Regions from separate parts of the Mus musculus genome. Here regions 2 and 3 are each linked to region 1. Evidence: chromatin contacts called from public promoter capture Hi-C data. All regions are on one chromosome and are shown on one strand. The core of a region is the stretch at or near the end of the contact, and the rest is flanking DNA. Distances in the headings are between cores, read along the strand shown.

Region 1 (2,700 bases), core at 20-2,519:
AGGCTGCCACTCTGATCGTCACTGTTCTCTGTAAAGCTGGTGTCCTTAGGGAAACAGAACTGTACCTCTTCAGTGCAGTCTCACCTGTCTCTCTTTGCCTTGCAGCTTCAAGTGATGGGAACTCTGCTAACCCCAGTTCTCTCACTCGGTGAGGTTCTGAAAAGGGGACTTTGAGAATTTCCAAGGCCACCATAGATGAATTTAGGCTCCATATATTCTCCTTTTTAGTTTTTTTGTTTTTTTGTTTATTTGGTTTTTCGAGACAGGGTTTCTCTGTATAGCCCTGCCTGTCCTGGAACTCACTCTGCCCGGCAGCTACAGACAGTTCTAAGCCATTGTGTGGGTGCTGGAAAGTGAACTCTGGTCTTTTTCTGGAGCAGCAGGTGCTTGTAACTCCGGAGCCCTTTCTCTAGCCTGTGTAACTGTCATTTTAAGGGGTTAAAAACAAAGTCAGTTCTGGCAGGCTTAGTATGTCAGCTGAGGGTACAGGTAGTAGTGGGTGTCAGGAAAGGAGACTTATTTGTGCCTGTATGGGGAGAGCGTAGAGTGGCCTGGTGGCCTGGAGTCTTTGCTCTGGTTCATCTGACCCCATCTCACAGTCACCATGGCTTTTGAGTTATAGCATCAGGGCTGAGCCCAGCATTTTGTTTCAGGTCCCCGGGTAGAAATCAGTTAAAGGTTCTGATATAGAGGCTTGAGAGATGGCTTGGCTGTTCAGAAAGCTGTTTTCCCAAAGAATTTGAGTTCAGTTCCCAGAATCTATATCATTCTGCTCACAGTTGTCTGTAAGTCCAGTTCCATGGGATCCGGTGCCTCTGAAGACACTTATGTGCATGGAGAAGCGTACACATACTACACACACACACACACACACACACACACACACATATACAAACAGTTGCTGACTGCCACTCCCTATTTGTGAGAGAAACCTGCAGTCAGTTAACCAGCTCCATAAACCTGTTTGGCTGGTTCATGGTCAGGTGTTGTGAGAATGTTCATGTTACAATATATAATTCTTGAAGCAGTTTCCTAAGAGTACAGTGCTTAGTGATGCTTACCACAGAACCAGCAGTCAATAGATACAAACGAGTGAGCCAAGTGTAAATGGGAATGAATTGAGTCAATGAGTCCGGACCCCTAAAAAAATTTTTTTATTATTATTATTATTGTTGTTATTAATATTTTGAGACTTCTACGACTGAGAAGGCGCAGTAGTGCCATCTGGACGTCAGGGGGAGCAAGAGCACAAGCTTTTCAGATACCGCGAGATTTGCCCCGCGCCCCGCGCCCCGCGACCTCGCCAGATCTGTTTCGGAACCTGGGGCGCAAGGAGCTTTTCCTTTGTGTTCCAGCCCTGGCCGGCGGCGCGAGAACCACTTCCGGGTCGCGCTGCCGGAAGCAGGAAGTTGTTGGCCCACCCTCCTCGCCCGGCGGCTGCTGTCCCCGAGGCGGGAGGAGCCCGAGAGGGCGCGGGCCCGCATGTGAGTGACTGGGGCCCGAGGCCGGGAGGGGGGAGGCCGGCCGCCCTCCGCGGCCGCCGCTGCCTCGCGCCGCCCTCCTCGCCGCTCCCGTCCGCGTTCTGCTGACTGACAGCACCCCCGACCGCTCCCCGGGGCAGATCCCCTCTGACATCTTTCCCGAGGCTCCGCGGGGAGGGTGACGGGGTCCGACACTGCTCGAACTTGGTTCGCAGACGTGGCGGCCGTGTCCGAAAGCCCTGACCCCGCTTGCCAACCTGTCACAGATGCCTTAGCGTCACCCCTGAATGGCCCCTTCTTAGACATCTTAGCCCAAATGTTAAGGAGGAAGTACTTAATTTAATTTTATTTATTTTAATGTGGACTTAATGTGATAAACTTGGCGTCTCAGAACGTGGCATGGCACACTGACCCGTTTGCAGTCAATCGCCTGCCAGTACGAGAAAAATAAGCTGCCTAGTGTTTCCTTGCATTTTAAGACTTAAACCTTGCAAGCCATGTGTCGTGAGTATGCTATGTCAGAAACATAAAGGGACACGTTTGTCTTTTCACAGTGCCAGGCACAATGTCTTTCACAATGGAAGTACAGATTCACAAACTGGGTTTCGTTGGCTGCAATTTTGCCAAGATTTCGAGATTTCCCTTGACAGCTGGCCATCACCGAAAATAGAATATATCATTCCAGTCTTCACTGGTGATATTAACTCTCACCGGAGACTACACATCCCACAGTAATTATATGTCTATGTAGGCTATTGAATAGCTGTGTAAGGGGTAAAGAGGCCACAGGAGTTCTAAGAGGCCTTACATGAAGCAGAAGACAGATGTAAAGAGAAAGACAAGTATTCATGATAAGGTATGAAGGCTTTGGAGCTGAGGGAGGCCCGGAGCTAGACTTCACCATTGAGGTGAGCTTGGGAATGAACTGGAAGATGGTCCAGAAGGACACACAGGTGGCCACATCAACAGTGGCAGGAAGGGGAGGATCTTGAGCTCCAGAGATTGGTAGGAGTTCTCTGCTGTCAGCCTTTAATGAACACACTCGTGGTTACACGGGCAATGGGGGCTCTTGTCATTATAGCTTTAGAAGTGTTCATGGGGCTCAAGTGAAGGTGATCGATTTTTGCCACTTTCTAGGGCATATGATAAGTTGGTTTTATTTAGTGTATTTGATAATGGATCTCCTGGTGTGAATTCAGTACCCTTATGTGTTCATAGA
Region 2 (2,700 bases), core at 133-2,632, 650 kb before region 1:
TCAAGGCCAACCTGGTCTACATAGGGAGTTCCAGGTCAGCCAAGGCTATCTCAAAAAACAAAGACGTTGGTGGGAATGGTAGCAGCTAAGCTCACTTGAATAAGCCTCCACCCAGCGTTTCTATCAGACTGTGCCCTCTTTTGTGCACACACACCCCCAACACCACTAAACCACTATTACACATCAAATCGGGCAAGTGTAGCACTAGGCCCACCAAGCCGGAATCACCCAACCGGCACCAGCAATTTGACTCTGGACATTACTCCGACGTTACTGCTCTGAGGACCTGATAGTACGGCCCGCCGGTAATGCATAACTTAGCCGGCACACCGAGTGGACAGCAACGCCACAGAGTCTCCCAGACTTAGGAAGCAGAGTAATCAGGCGCGAGGAAGACTCCCGGCCGTCCTCCTCTACCCAAGCGAGCGTGTGGTTGGCAGGGCCAAGGGTAAACAGGGAAAATTCATTCAACAATTTCCCGATGGCGTAGCGTGCGGACAGACGTAGGAGGCAAGTTAAGACGCTGCGGAGCACGGAAGGAAGAGCAGAGTTCACAGACAGGCAGGTAATGATTGCCAGCTCCGGCTGCCGGGCCACACCTGGGCCTCCTCGATGGAGTTGGCGAGTGGTGCCGGGCAGGCTCCGGGTCTTTCCAGCAGACCCGAGCCTGGAGACCCAGCTACCTTCCACATGATTCCCGGAGGGCGAATCACACAGCGGCCCAGTAACCATGTGGCGGGGAGGGGTTGGGGGGGAACCGCCCGAAGCGCACAACCCGGTAGGGGGAGGAGGTCCCCGAGGAAACGCAAAGGGCGGGATGTTGGGGTACAAGACTCACTTCCTTTGGGCTTTGTCCTTCTTGGCCTTGGTCCTTTTCTTTCGGGCCTGGAGCGCGAGCACTGCGGGAGAGAGGGATGGATGAAGGGCCGATGTAAGTGGGAGGCGGGGAGCGGCGCGAGCACGCAGGGCGACCGGGCCTGAGGCTGCGGGCCGAGCGCGGGGCGGGCTGCTCGGGGTGCACAGCGGCTGCCAGGCCCGGCGCGCCCAAAGAGGCTCGGGCCGGCCATGAGGCCTCGCCGCCCCGGCCTGGGGGCTGCGGAGCGAGGGGCGGGGACGGCGGGCGCCGGAGGACGCCGCAGCCGAGGGGCGAGAGGCAAGAGTGACGCCGCTTCAGGGGGCCGCGACAGTGGCCAGAGAGGCGCCTGGCGCCCAGTCGGGGACCGCCGTGGCTCCTCGTGGCGGAGGCCGCTCCGCCGCTCACCTTTCCGCTCCATGGCGAGACCGGTAACCGCCAGGCGCCTGCGCACTCGAGTGACGCCGACTCGGGCTCCCGCCGCGGCCCAAATCCCAGCTCTTCCTCCCGGCGCGCGCCGGCCCCGCCTCCGGGCCCGCCCGACCACGCCCCACACGGCGTCGCGCGCCTGCGTGGTGAACACAGAGCCTACCACCTGCTCCGGGGTGTACGAGAGTGGAGGGCAAGGGACCGAGGGATCCTGAATGGGAAGCTGGTTTTAGTGTCCCGCCATAAAGCGCGCGGCTTGAAGTTCTTACCTCCTGAGGAAAGGCAGGGCTCCGCAGTCAGTCGGGATTTGCCTCAGTTTCCCCGGCCTGCAAAACTGCTTAACCCAAACATATCCCAGTTCCTGTCTGAGCTGTTGTAAGGGCCAATTAAGACATTAAAGAAAATGGGAAATTAAATTGTATGTGGATACACACAGAACAAAGGCTGGAAGGAGGGAACGTGTGCCTCTGTCCTCTTCTAAAGATAAAACCTTGGGCCAGCAGCCCATGCCTTTAATCCCAGCACTCCAGAAGCAGGTGTATCTTTATGAGTTCCAGGCCAGCAAGGCATATATAATGAGATCCTGACCCAAAATAAATCAATAAGAACTGGATGGGGGGGCGGTATGGGGGACTTTTGGGATAGCATTGGAAATGTAACTGAGGAAAATACGTAATAAAAAAATATTAAAAAAAAAAAAAAGAACTGGATCAGAAGCTGGGCAGTGGTGGTGCACGCCTTTAATCCCAGCACTTGGAAAGCAGAGGCAGGCAGATTTCTGAGTTCGAGGCCAGCCTGGTCTACAGAGTGAGTTCCAAGACAGCCAGGGCTACACAGAGACACCCTGTCTCGAAAAACCAAAAAAGAAAAAAGAAAAAAAGAAAAGAACTGGACCAGAAGACAGCTCAGCAAGTAAAGGTGCCTTAAGGACCTGAATTCAAATCCAAATAGGGCCAATTCCCACAGGTCTCTCTCTGACTTGCACACAGGACCCATGGCACATGCAACAACCCCTCACCCATAAGTAAGCTAAACAATTATTTTAAGTAAAAGCAAACACTTCTAAAGGGAATTTTCTAGCTGCAAGTTGAAAGCCTTAAAGGAAGGGTGTGAATGGGAATTCTGTTTTCTCCTTGAAGAACTCTCTTCATCGTAGGACTTACCGGGTGTTTCCATACTGTCAAGTGCATGATCTTATTAGATGCTGATGTCAACTTCAGGCCAAGGTAGTTATTATCCCCATTACAGAAAGATGAGAACGTGGAAAGGATTGTGTGCTCAGAATCTTGCTGTCCCAACCCAATGATTCAGGCATCAAAACTCCTATAGTAAAGTAGAATCAGCAGGCATTTATGAGAGAGATGGGGGAGGAACATGAGGCTCTCTAGACCCCAGTATTTCTTCCAAAACATAGACTG
Region 3 (2,700 bases), core at 104-2,603, 1.0 Mb before region 1:
GCCTTTCCCACCTTGCCAGCGTTCATTCTTCTGCAGGCTCTGCTTCCTGTGTGGTCTCCTCACACAGCTGTTGGTGCCTGGGTCAGTGTGTTTACACATGCTCAGCACCCACGCCGGGCCAGGAAGTGACTCTACCTGAGGAGGACTCTGGCTGCTGTGCGTGCGTGCCTGCGGGAGCCTGCCCCTGGAGCCACATAAGAAAGGGCCTAAAGGACTGCAGGTTCCCAGCAGTCCCTGGCTGTCAGGATTTGGGAACAAGGAACAGAAATTTCCAGAAACCCTTCAATTTATAAATTATTCTGTGTCTTTCACACAGAATTTTAAAGGAATGTTTTCACTTTATGAATTTTAAAAGAAAAAAAACTGACTTTTCCTGCTTCCTTCATTTTTTGATGCCTGAGACAAAGGAGGGTCTCAGGCTCCAGATCTTCCCATATCTCTGTGCTGATAATGGCGTTTCAGGCACGGGGCCCCACACGCTCGTTTTAATTTAATTTTCTGATATGAAGTGTGAAGGCCTAAGTTCCATTTCCAGAGCCTGCACTAAAAGCTTGGCTGTGCACCTGCGAGCGCAGCACGGGGAGGTGGAGAGAGATGGGTCTCTGGGGCATACCGGCCAGCCTAGCCTGCTCACCAGCCTCCAGACCTGTGAGAAACCTTGTCTCAGAGGCGGGAGGTTGCTTTCCCTAGGAGGCCTGCCACCTGCAGGTTCAGGAAAGATCGTGGGTTCCCAGCCAGCCAGGACTATAGAATGGAAATCCCATTGTATAGAAGGCACCTAAAGGCCATGCCTTTAGTACCAGCAGAGGCCTGGAAGGACTGACCTCTGCGTGTGCGAGCCACTGGCGACCATCACTCCCATGTCATGAGTAATGGCAGTTAAGAAACGTTTTTTTTGTGAGCCGGGTGTGGTAGTGCACGCCTTTAATCCCAGCACTTGGGAGGCAGAGGCAGGCGGATTTCTGAGTTTGAGGCCAGCCTGGTCTACAAAGTGAGCTCCAGGACAGCCAGGACTACACAGAGAAACCCTGTCTCAAAAAACCAAAAAAAAAAAAAAAAAAAAAAAAAGAAAGAAGCGTTTTGTGATGAACCTTCAGAACCAGTATTCCTGGGTTTGGGACCACTCAACCCTGCTGCCTCTTCGCATGACTGTAACAGCACTTCCGGACCCGAGGCTGCGTGAGATTGAGCTCCCAGGCCAGGCCACTCTGCTCATGAGCCAAGCTTACTTGTGTTTGGGGACAGTCTTGCCTTGTCCCTGTGCCAGTCCTACCTCTGATGTGGTTGGCCAGCACTAAGGTCACTCCAGTACAGGGCTCCCAGGACACCACACCCTGTGTTTCCCAGCGCCCTGTGCACCTGGCAGTCTCAGGTAGAAAGCAGGCCCTCCGCTGGGCTAGCTGCAGGCCCCCTGCCTGCTCTCAGCCTCTTTTAGAGGGAAGGCTGTGTCCAAGGTATCCTGCAGGCACCCTTCCAACCCCCACCTACTCCCTCGGGGACGTGCAGGCTGTAAGGAGCAGACTGTGAGCCATGGTAAGGTCAGTGCCTAGGGTTCCCAAGCTGGCCTGTGAATCCCAGGTAGATAAGGAAGGCCCTGCCTCGATCTGGACTCCTGGGGAAGAGAGAAGCAGGAAGCTTCAGTGGGGAAAGGTGCGGAAGGCCTTGCCAAGCAGGTTATGGTGGGTGGGGAGCTACCACCTGCTGTAGCCCCAGGATTTGGGTGGAGACTGTGGTAGAGGCCTCCAGAAAAGAGGGCTGGGCAGCTGAGTGCCGAGTGGCCCGGGACTGGCTGAGTGGCCTCTGCTGCGGCGGCCCACAGCCAGCCCACAGACCTGTCTCTATCCAGTTTGCAGCATCCGCATCCTCAAGGAAGCCGCTCCTGAGCCCTGGGTGAGTAGAGAGGACTCTGTCCCTAGCACTCCTCGGTGTCCTCCAGAGCATTTATTGTTGAGAAGTCGGTGGCTAGGGCTGAATCAGTTTGTTGTCTTTCCTGTCTGGGCCACCTTGTCCTCTGCCTATTGCCACAGCACCAAGACAGTCAGCTCTCTGGGCGTTCCGAGTGCCTGTTCTGTGCTGTCCTCCCTCTTCGGCCTCCCGGGAAGCTCATGAGTTGGAGGCCAAGGCCGGAGAGTCCTGGCAAGGAACAGGTTGCTCTGTGCAGGCTGGGGAAAGTGCTGGGATGTCTTCCCCTGGCTCATGGCCACCTCAGAGCCTGCATTTCAGCACTCCTGAATGAACCAGTGTTTACAGGTTGTCCCTGTCACCAGTGTAACATCTGGTGCACAGAGGCATGTGTCCTCGGCATTCTGTGTCGAGCCGGTTCCTTGCTTGTGAGGTGAAGGAGCCCAGTGTGACCTGAGTGTGTGAGGTGTACTGTCCTGTTAATGTGGTGTGCAGGTGTCACCCCTGTAGCCTGCTTCCGGCGTTATTTCTCTGTCACATCCGCAGACCCCCTCCTGAGTGAGCGTGCAGGCTGCCAAGGGAATCTGGGGGATCCTAGCGGGTAGATCTGTGGAGGGCATGGTTGGGCTCCCATCTCTAGAGTGCTCTACTAGGGCAGGGAGAGCCCATCTGCTCCGCTGCCTCTCCACTCAACCGCTTTGTCCCTTTTCTCAGGGACCAGGAAAGCCTTGGGGACTTCCTGCTTTCCAGAGCTGAGTGAAGCAGCCCTTATCTGGAACTCGAAAGCCCCAGGAGGTG

The links. Promoter capture Hi-C pulls out the DNA fragments that hold promoters and counts their contacts. Capture Hi-C pulls out chosen DNA fragments and counts their contacts.
Region 2: a contact with region 1 is called in a promoter capture Hi-C map of liver. The contact joins the promoter of Srpk1 here to the promoter of BC004004 in region 1. A contact is called at or near these places in 2 of 115 datasets of contacts at active chromatin or transcription factors (memory CD8 T cells and pancreatic cancer cells) and 1 of 9 other capture datasets (liver).
Region 3: a promoter capture Hi-C map of liver shows a contact between it and region 1, with 2.9 times the contacts expected there. The contact joins the promoter of 1810013A23Rik here to the promoter of BC004004 in region 1. A contact is called at or near these places in 1 of 39 promoter capture datasets (liver) and 2 of 115 datasets of contacts at active chromatin or transcription factors (bone marrow-derived macrophages and pancreatic cancer cells).

Annotation. Positions count from the first base shown.
Region 1 is chr17:29,267,519-29,270,218 of GRCm38.p6, forward strand. BC004004 (cDNA sequence BC004004) reads left to right here and starts at 1,270. Exons shown (of 9, transcript NM_030561.3): 1 at 1,270-1,484.
Region 2 is chr17:28,621,139-28,623,838 of GRCm38.p6, forward strand. Srpk1 (serine/arginine-rich protein specific kinase 1) reads right to left here and starts at 1,383. Exons shown (of 16, transcript NM_016795.4): 1 at 1,262-1,383; 2 at 839-899. The coding sequence starts at 1,274.
Region 3 is chr17:28,270,355-28,273,054 of GRCm38.p6, forward strand. It overlaps 1810013A23Rik (RIKEN cDNA 1810013A23 gene), which reads left to right and starts at 1,354. Exons shown (of 3, transcript NR_045427.1): 1 at 1,354-1,533; 2 at 1,847-1,890; 3 at 2,617-2,700. The region is part of intron 2 of Ppard (peroxisome proliferator activator receptor delta); the gene reads left to right.